Linked DNA regions of Mus musculus: all the other regions are linked to region 1. A link is a contact called in public HiChIP or PLAC-seq data. All regions are on one chromosome and are shown on one strand. Each heading gives the region's core, a stretch centred on a gene start, on an enhancer-like site or on the middle of the called end of the contact. The rest is flanking DNA. Distances are from core to core; before and after follow the strand shown. Region 1 has its middle 25 kb from the start of Mrpl15. Region 2 has its middle 62 kb from the start of Rp1. Region 3 has its middle 26 kb from the start of Sox17.

The links. HiChIP or PLAC-seq counts read pairs in DNA pulled down with a chosen protein or histone mark.
Region 2: a contact with region 1 is called in an H3K27ac HiChIP or PLAC-seq map of extraembryonic endoderm stem cells, with 7 times the contacts expected there. The contact joins two enhancer-like sites. A contact is called at or near these places in 1 of 15 datasets of contacts at CTCF or cohesin (the NIH/3T3 cell line), 15 of 484 Hi-C or Micro-C datasets (the G1E-ER4 cell line, cerebral cortex, embryonic stem cells and 7 more), 2 of 115 datasets of contacts at active chromatin or transcription factors (extraembryonic endoderm stem cells and trophoblast stem cells) and 1 of 9 other capture datasets (liver).
Region 3: a contact with region 1 is called in an H3K27ac HiChIP or PLAC-seq map of extraembryonic endoderm stem cells. The contact joins two enhancer-like sites. A contact is called at or near these places in 2 of 484 Hi-C or Micro-C datasets (extraembryonic endoderm stem cells and nephron progenitors) and 4 of 115 datasets of contacts at active chromatin or transcription factors (differentiating embryonic stem cells, embryonic stem cells, extraembryonic endoderm stem cells and 1 more).

What each region holds. Positions count from the first base shown.
Region 1 is chr1:4,759,209-4,761,935 of GRCm38.p6, forward strand. No RefSeq gene overlaps it. Among named protein-coding and RNA genes, the nearest start is that of Mrpl15, 25 kb to the right of the region's middle. Within about 2 kb of position 1,348, at least 4 of the 459 cell types and tissues checked have an H3K27ac peak or open chromatin away from gene starts, as enhancers often do. A contact at or near this core is called in extraembryonic endoderm stem cells, where this site is marked.
Region 2 is chr1:4,421,075-4,423,801 of GRCm38.p6, forward strand. No RefSeq gene overlaps it. Among named protein-coding and RNA genes, the nearest start is that of Rp1, 62 kb to the left of the region's middle. Within about 2 kb of position 1,312, at least 9 of the 459 cell types and tissues checked have an H3K27ac peak or open chromatin away from gene starts, as enhancers often do. A contact at or near this core is called in extraembryonic endoderm stem cells, where this site is marked.
Region 3 is chr1:4,470,177-4,472,903 of GRCm38.p6, forward strand. No RefSeq gene overlaps it. Among named protein-coding and RNA genes, the nearest start is that of Sox17, 26 kb to the right of the region's middle. Within about 2 kb of position 1,400, at least 9 of the 459 cell types and tissues checked have an H3K27ac peak or open chromatin away from gene starts, as enhancers often do. A contact at or near this core is called in extraembryonic endoderm stem cells, where this site is marked.

The sequences.
Region 1 (2,727 bases), core at 98-2,597:
TGCACTCAGTTTTGTCCCCTTACACAACTTCTAGGACTTATTATTTTGTGAGACAGATATTTGTTAACAAATGGAAGAACTGCATTTAACTTACTTGAGAACTCAAACAACTTCTGCTTGCTACAATCAGTTCTGTAAAGACGGCCACTGGCTCTTGTTGGGAAGCTGGGGACTGATCTTCCTGCCTTACCCATGACCTCTCCCAATAAATGAATTTATTAATTTCCATGAATTGTTATGGCTGGTGGGAGGTGTGTGCCTGGAAAATACAGGCTGCCAGGAGAAGGCCACAGAGATGATTGAACTTCTCCTGACTTCAGAATCGCCTTGGCCCCTGAGAAGTTGTTAGCCCTAGACCTTTCACCTTAGAACCCTGAAGACCAAGGACATCTGTGTTCTTTAAGCCACCCTAATTATGGGATTTCTAAGACATCAAATACAATTTTTGCCTTTATGGTGTTTCAGAGAAAACTTGAGCTAGGAAAGATGATGAATGGAATCGTAAGTCAATTGTGGATTCAGTTTTACAGCTTCAAAAAAGCTAAATCCAGGAGCTGGAGAAATGGCTCAGAAGCAAAGAACACTGGCTGCTCTTCCAGAGGGCCCAATTCTCAGCTCTGCATCACAGACAGCAACTCTACTCTACTGCCAAGGCATCTGTCCTCTTCTGGCATTCTTGAGCACCAGGCACATACAAGCTACAAAAATGTGTACAGGTACACAAATAGGCAAAACACACAGAAAATTAAATAAATTGTGAATTATTTGTTTATTCACTCATTTATATTTGGTTTTTCGAGAAAGGGTTTCTCTGTGTAACAGCCCTAGCTGTCCTGAAACTCACTTTGTAAACCAAACTGGCCTCAAACTCATAGAAATCCACCTGCTTCTGCCTCCCAAGTGCACCACCATGCCAGACTAAGTAATTTTCAAAACAATATATTAAAACATCATCTCCTGCCGAGTGTGGTGGCGCACGCCTTTAATCCCAGCACTTAGGAGGCAGAGGCAGGTGGATTTCTGAGTTCAAGGCCAGCCTGGTCTACAGAGTGAGTTCCAGGACAGCCAGGGCTATACAGAGAAACCCTGTCTCAAAAAACCAAAAACAAAAAACAAAAACAAAAACAAACAAACAAACAAAAAAACATCATCTCCCAAGGAAAGAAGTTTAAAGTCAACATAATGCCTACTATCTTGTTAGCACACAATAGATACCGTCCGGTACACACTTCGAGAGTGCATTACATAAGAATTCTGTTGACCTTTGTCTTTTGGATCATTCTGACATTGTTAAGAGTCCTCCCGTTTGCATCATCCAAGGCCCAGGTGCTCAGCTACACTCACAGGAGCCCCAGACTTGTCTCTTTCAGCAATGATTTCTCTCCCTGCAGCTGCACTCCAAGGACTGCTTTTGTGGACCACCAGGAATTTCCTGTGATAGAATATCAGAAAGCTACTGGTGTCTCGGAGGAGGTGACTTCACAGGGCAAAAGTTCCCTTTCTACAATAAACATTCTCGGTGTGGCCATGCCGGAGACTTCCCACACAGACCCCCACACCTACCAGCCACTTGTCATCTTGACAACAAATAGCCAGAGAAAGAAACAAGATCATTGGTACAAGACTGTTTTTTTTGTTTTGTTTTGTTTTGTTTTGTTTTAAGTGGACCTGTTTTTGGTTTCTGGATAAGTTAACCTTATGGAAACCAAAGCAAGCAGGAGTGGTGGCTCACTCCTGTAATCTCAGCGTTGAGGAAGCTGAAGCAAGAAGTCGCTGTGAGTTCAAGGATCACCGGACTATATAGCAAGAGAAAAGTGCGGAGATATAAGAGAAGAGAAAACAAACCGAAAAGAGAAGCTACCTTAAAAATAAGTTTTAAAAAGAGAAAAGAAGGGTTGTTCTTGTGATTTTTTTTTTTTTTTGTTTTTTTTTTTTTTTTTTTAGGGAGGGTTGAGCATTTTTGGTTTGGTTTGGTTTGGTTTTTGGTTTTTGGTTTTTGGTTTTTGGTTTTTGGTTTTTGGTTTTTGGTTTTTGGTTTTTGTTTGTTTGGTTTTGTGGTGCTGAGAATCAAAGCCAGAGCCTCAAACATTCTAGGCAATTTTAGTGCTTACCTATGGACGCAATAGCAGCCATCAATTCTCATTTCTAAGTGTAGGATGAAGGTGAGCGTGCCAGTGTCAGGTGAGCATGAAGCCCTAAGCATCCTAAGGTACTATCCAAGATGCTAAGGATGGAAGAAGACACACAACTTCTAGCTGCCCCTCTAAAAACCAGGCTCAAAACAGTCAACAAGAAGAGAAGTCAGAAATGGGAGTGCAGCTGGTCCTGTTTGCATGGGAGGGAGTATGTCCCCAGGGCAGGGAGAGCCAACTTGGAGCCCTCACCTCACAGTGATGAATCAAGCAGTAGTATACCTGGTACCTGACCCCTCCACATCCTAGTCACCACTACCTCCCGAGAGAGTCCTGGGTTTTCAGTGCCTCCCCATTCGGGAGCCTTTGCAGGCAGATCTCTCTATGGGGGAGGCAGAAGGCATAGGTAGACAGGTCTGCATGCAGAGCAAAGAGTCACACCAGGTACTTGCTGTACAGCAGTGACTGCAGGACTTTGGTGAGACATCTGTCTGCTCCCAGTCTTACCCTACCCAAGAGTGACAGGAGCCCACCGGAGTCAGTCTCCCACCATGACTGAAGTACTACAAATGAACTGTTAGAAGTCATGCCTTTG
Region 2 (2,727 bases), core at 62-2,561, 340 kb before region 1:
AGTCTACAAATGAAACCATAGCAAAAGAGGGAGGAAAACAGTCCAGTAGCAGAGGCAGTGGTTGCTCTGGCCGCAGAGAAGACATTGGCTGTTCTATTGGCTAAGCCCACCTCCAGAAAGGCTGGAAAGGGATCCTGCTACCTTTTCATAGTGAAGTGCAATTTTTCTATACTGTACATCATGATAGTGAAACATCTGTTTCCCTTCAGAAGCCAGCAGAGGAAATCTGCATTCATGTTGTAAACAACTCAAAATGTCAAATACAGGATGAACAGCTGAACACCATACTCTCCAAAGGTAAGGGTATTGTGCTATAGATTCATAACTATGAAAGACATGGACAAAAGACCTTGACCAAATAATTATAAAAGCAACTAATACAGGATAAAGGAAAACCCTGATCCAGGGAACAAGGACCAAGATAAAGATTCCCCCTACTTTGGACTTTGGAAATAAATGTCTGATGCAGTAATGAAATAAGTGATCAATTCATAAAACTCCAATCAGGAGCATGGTGACCACTGTCATTGAAGCTGACAAAGCTCAGAAGACTTTGGAACTGTTTTACAGAGAATGCTATCAATGGTGTGAAAACGCTGGCAAGGAAAGTCTTAGAAGGCTGTAAACAGAGAATGCTTGGTGACTGTGGTGGAGCTTCAGAAGTCAGAGGCTGGCAGGGCTGACGTCAGAGGGAAGACTGCTCACAAGAAGTCACAGTTAGGGATGGTGATCTATGTGCAACTGAGCTAAGATCATACATCGCACACTCTAGCAAATATCTGCTCTGTATATTGTCCATGTCCTGAGATTATAGTTAGTAAGGTAAATCCATTTTTCATTTAGCCCATCATTCAACCTATGGTATGGTTATTTTATAACTGCTTTTGGCTACGATTATGGGGAGGATTATAAACCAAAAAAATAAAAATAAAAAATAAAACAGAAAGGAGGTTCTTTTAAAAAATTAAAATAAAATAAAAGTATTTTTGCCTAGAAAAGAAGTACATGTAAAGCCGTGGCCCAGTAAAATGTGGCTGCTAAGGAGGTTCATGACACTAGAAAGAAAGCAAATGCATTACATCAACATGACAGGAAAGATGCCTCGGGGACATTTCACACATTGTATGACACCCACCTATTTGCACATACAAGATGATACAGTTTCAACTTTACTTTGAGCAGATAGCTCTGGGATATCGTGTCTGTATGGACTTCCCAAGAGAAAGGATTCCCTTGTGACCAGTCCTCAGGGACCCAGAGCCCACAGAAGCTGTGCTACAATAGGGTTCGGTCATTGCTTCAGCTACAAACATTGGCATTGTCTGCATCTGCTGATCGTACAGCAATGCAAAGTGCAAGGGTTACGGGGTCAGGGAGGCTTCTGAACACAGCGTAAAGGAAAATCTGGGAGGCCTAGCGATGTATGACAGGGTCAGAATCCCACAAGCAACCCCTAAGTGGATGGGAGTAGTGAAACTAAAGATAATCCACATTAGGGACTGTAGGAATGAGGAGTGTCTGCAACGAAAACCACAGGCAGTGATGGTAGTGAGCCAGAGACAAAGGCCGTAAGTCTGCAGATAGCCAGGGTGTGGGTAAGGGCTTCCCAACCCTTTGGATTTACATCACACCTACACATAGCTTAGATGCCAGAATAGGACTGCAGATGTAATGTTTCCTGATGGACTTTAGTCCTTCTTTTTTCCTTTCAATATCCAAATACCTCCCTTGAAGAATGAAAATATATACTCTGTAGAACTCTGTAAAGTAGCATACAACTTGCTTTCTTGTTTTATAGAGATTCTTCGTGAAAAAATTGCCTTGAATCTCAGACACACTTTGCATTCAAACTTTTTAACAATACAAAACTGTTGAAGGAATGCGCACCCTTAAAGATGGACAAAGTGCATTACGCTTTATTTCAGATAAATGTGGGCCCTTACTATAATTTAAGTAATAATTTAATTTTAAAAGATAATTTAATTTAATTACAATTGCTTACTCTACTTTAAAAATAGACAGCACCGCAGTTCAGAAGGCATTTTTATGTTTTTACTGAACAAACAAGGAACTTTGAGGAAAGGATAGAATTATCACACTGTACCCTATGACTATGTTTAAAATGTTTAATGTTTTTACTTATTTATTTGCGTGTATGTGTGCCCACACACACACATACCATGGCATACATGTGAAAGTTAGAGTGCAACCTGCAGGAAATCACTTCTCTTTACACTGTGAGTTCTGGGAATTGAATTCACATCATCAAACATGGTGGCAAACACCTTAATGGATTGATCATTCTCACTGGCCCACTTATATTTGTTGTGATAAAATTTAAAACCTACTGAAATTATAAGGAAAATTTGTGAGGTCTGGAATACTAATATTTTTGTATTTAATAAAGAAATCATTAAAAGGAAACAAAACTGGAAGTCTACTTTTCCCTTTGTTTCCCTTTGTTCCCCTTGACTTAATTCTTCCTTCTTAGTGTAAACACTGCCTCTCTGGAAAAGCAGAAGCCATCACATAGGACACCCTTCATAGTCTCTACCCAAGGAACCAGCCGGGTCTTCTGTTCCTGTACTGATCGGCGGTTTGTTGCCATCCAGAGATGCCTGCAAAGGTTTCCAGTTACTCACCTTGGAATTCTACTCACAACCTGTATCACTGCTTTCGCATACCTTGACTAGGGGTACAGTCATTCTAGTGGAGGATTGGACATTT
Region 3 (2,727 bases), core at 150-2,649, 290 kb before region 1:
TGGGCCAGGAGAAGAAAACCCAGCCTTCTAGGTGATGGTACTTCAGCACAGAGGCTGTGGGCTACACCCAGTCCAGATATGGGACACCAACAACATTTCCCACTGCAACAAAGTAGAACTAGCCTTATGGCTCATCAGCCATGTCATATTTAGTCAGTAAGTGAGCTCTGCATAGCAGCACCAGGCAGAACTAATAGAACAAAGAAGGCTGGTAAGAGAAAGTAACATGTGCTTCTTCTTCCTTCCTGGGCCCCTCCAACACTCAACACCTTACCCACAACCATGGTGGGGGGGGGGTGATATCTGCTATCAGGGAACCATGTCTGTCCATCCTCAGTAAATAGGAAACAGAATCCCCACATAAGCCTCAAAGGAGTAAACAGAAGGGATAAAACTTAAAATAGGATTGAGACTTCTCTCTAAGCTGATTCTTGAAATTCTTCGTTTTCAAAATAGTTGTGTTCTTAACATGTAAACATAACTAGAAAGTAATAAAATCTCCCCAAGATCTCTAGCCTGGGAGGTTTAAGAAAGTGTAGCTAAAGCCTACTTGGAGTAAAATAATAACCTTTCACTTCTATTACTTATTCAGTAAATCAGTTCCTGTTGCTTAGTTGGGGACAGAGCCTGCTGAGTGAGACGGTGCCACACCCTGCCGTGCCTTCCCAGTCCAGCAGCTCTGACCTATGGAAATATCAAGTCCAAGGAACACAGATACACAGACCTCCTAATACCACTGCCCAAACACTAAGAAAACCATGTTCATCCATACAGCAGCTCTGCCTACAGTTACTGTCTGCTTTCTAAAGACAGATGTTCTAAGTAGCTGAGAGCTTGACCCAAGCCAGCCAGCCAAGTAACCGCTCTACAATGTGAACCCAGAACCATGTGCCTCCAGAGCCCATGACCAGCCCAAAGATGCTACTTGCCTAATTTTCCCAAGGGAGGCACGTGGTAGCTCTCCCTGAGGCATCCAAAGAGTCTCTCTATTTTCAGTGTTCCTTTGCCTGTTTTCATAGATGACATTTCCAAACCTTTCCCAGAAGGTTTCCTCCCACAGCTCGTAGTCACACTAATCTTTCTGTTTTCAAAACTGTAATATTCTAGGACCCTGATGGGAGTGGGAGGTGGGGGGAACACAAATGAAACACTTCTCCTTCCTGGAGCCCCAGTTGCCAAAACACAGCTTCCAGTCTCAGGGAGAAATAGGAGTGGATCAGCTAGAAAGGACGCTGACCCCACGGGTCAGCCAGAGGAGGGGGCCCTGTGATCCGAAGGAAGTGGACACAGGGAGTGCCCGGAAGAGATTGTTCATGCTTTCAAGCTGGGCCAACCCTTGTGAGTAACAGAGGGCGTGTAGGCCTGGCTATAAATACCTGCATCTTAGGCCCCCACCCCTGGCAGAGCTCTGGAGTTCATCAGCCTTAGATCCACAGTTCCATAGCCGCCCCCACGCTGCAGCAAGAGAGGAAGGTGCCTTCTCTTTTCCCACTCCTAGAGTGATGGCCTCTGAACCTGGGTCCCACTTAGGAAGAGGTAGTCTTCTGAGCCAAGAGACCCTGCTGCTTCCATCATTCCAAGTCTTGCGACTCAGGGGATTGGAGTCTGTGTGTGTGCTCAGTGTGGGTCCCTCAGATCTTTGGCAGGGTGGCACTGTCTCTCTCGGAGTAGAGGGTACATCTTGCTAGGCCTCGAGGAGACTTCAGCATGCATGCTTCCTTGTTCAGCTCCTTCTCAAACCTCAGGAAAATTCTGAGAAAGCTAGCCATCTTCAGGTCTTTCAGTAAACCACAGGTCAGATAGTGAGCCTTTGGACACTGGGTGTTGCCCGAGTACTTATGTAAAATAAAGTTTTTAGGTATGGGGGCAGGGCAAAGTCTGAGCGGGAGTCTTTAACATGCTAAATAGAATATTAAGGTCAGTAACTGGAACTTTGTCTCAAGGTATCCTTAGTGAGTTAACTATGCGCGAAGATTTTATGTTTCTAAAACCTTGTTCCTAGTCTTCAGGTACAATTAGCAGGAAATCCCCTGAAACAACACATTGCTACTAGGACTCATCTGCAAGTCCGCCATCCACAGCTTGGTTGATAAGAGACTCTTCTGGATTAGCCTGGAGACTCTCCTGAATTCTAGCTCTTTTATTCTAACCTAAAATGAATCCAGGCCCAGATGTCCACAGTGATGTGTGATGTTTCCCTTGATCCTAAGAAATACTGCCTTTTCCCACTTTAAACACTCTGAGTAGATTTTCTTCTCATAGTACTTGTGTGTGTGTGTGCACTACATGTGTGCATGCCTTGTGCCCATGGTGGCCAGAAGAAAACATCAGATCCCCTGGAAGTGAAATTATGAACAGCATTTGAGTGCTGGAACCAAGTCAACCCAGGTCCTCTTCATGAACAAGTATTCTTAGCCATTGAGCAATCTCTCCAGACCCTTTTTCTTACTTATTTACTTTTATTTAATAAATCATCAGCTACAATTCTGACTGCCCATATACTCTTGGGTATGGGGATACTGGAACATCAGTGTAGACCTATCTGTAGCCCGCTGTTAAAGAAAACTCACTATCCTTCCCCGAGAAGCCATAAAGTGTCTATAATATGAATCCCTCTCACACCTTGCTGAAATGTTGACTGGTCGTCTTATGCACACAACCACTAGTTGTGTTCACTAGTGCAGTAGTCCTGTAATACACAAAGTTTTGCTCTGGTCTTCTCTGACC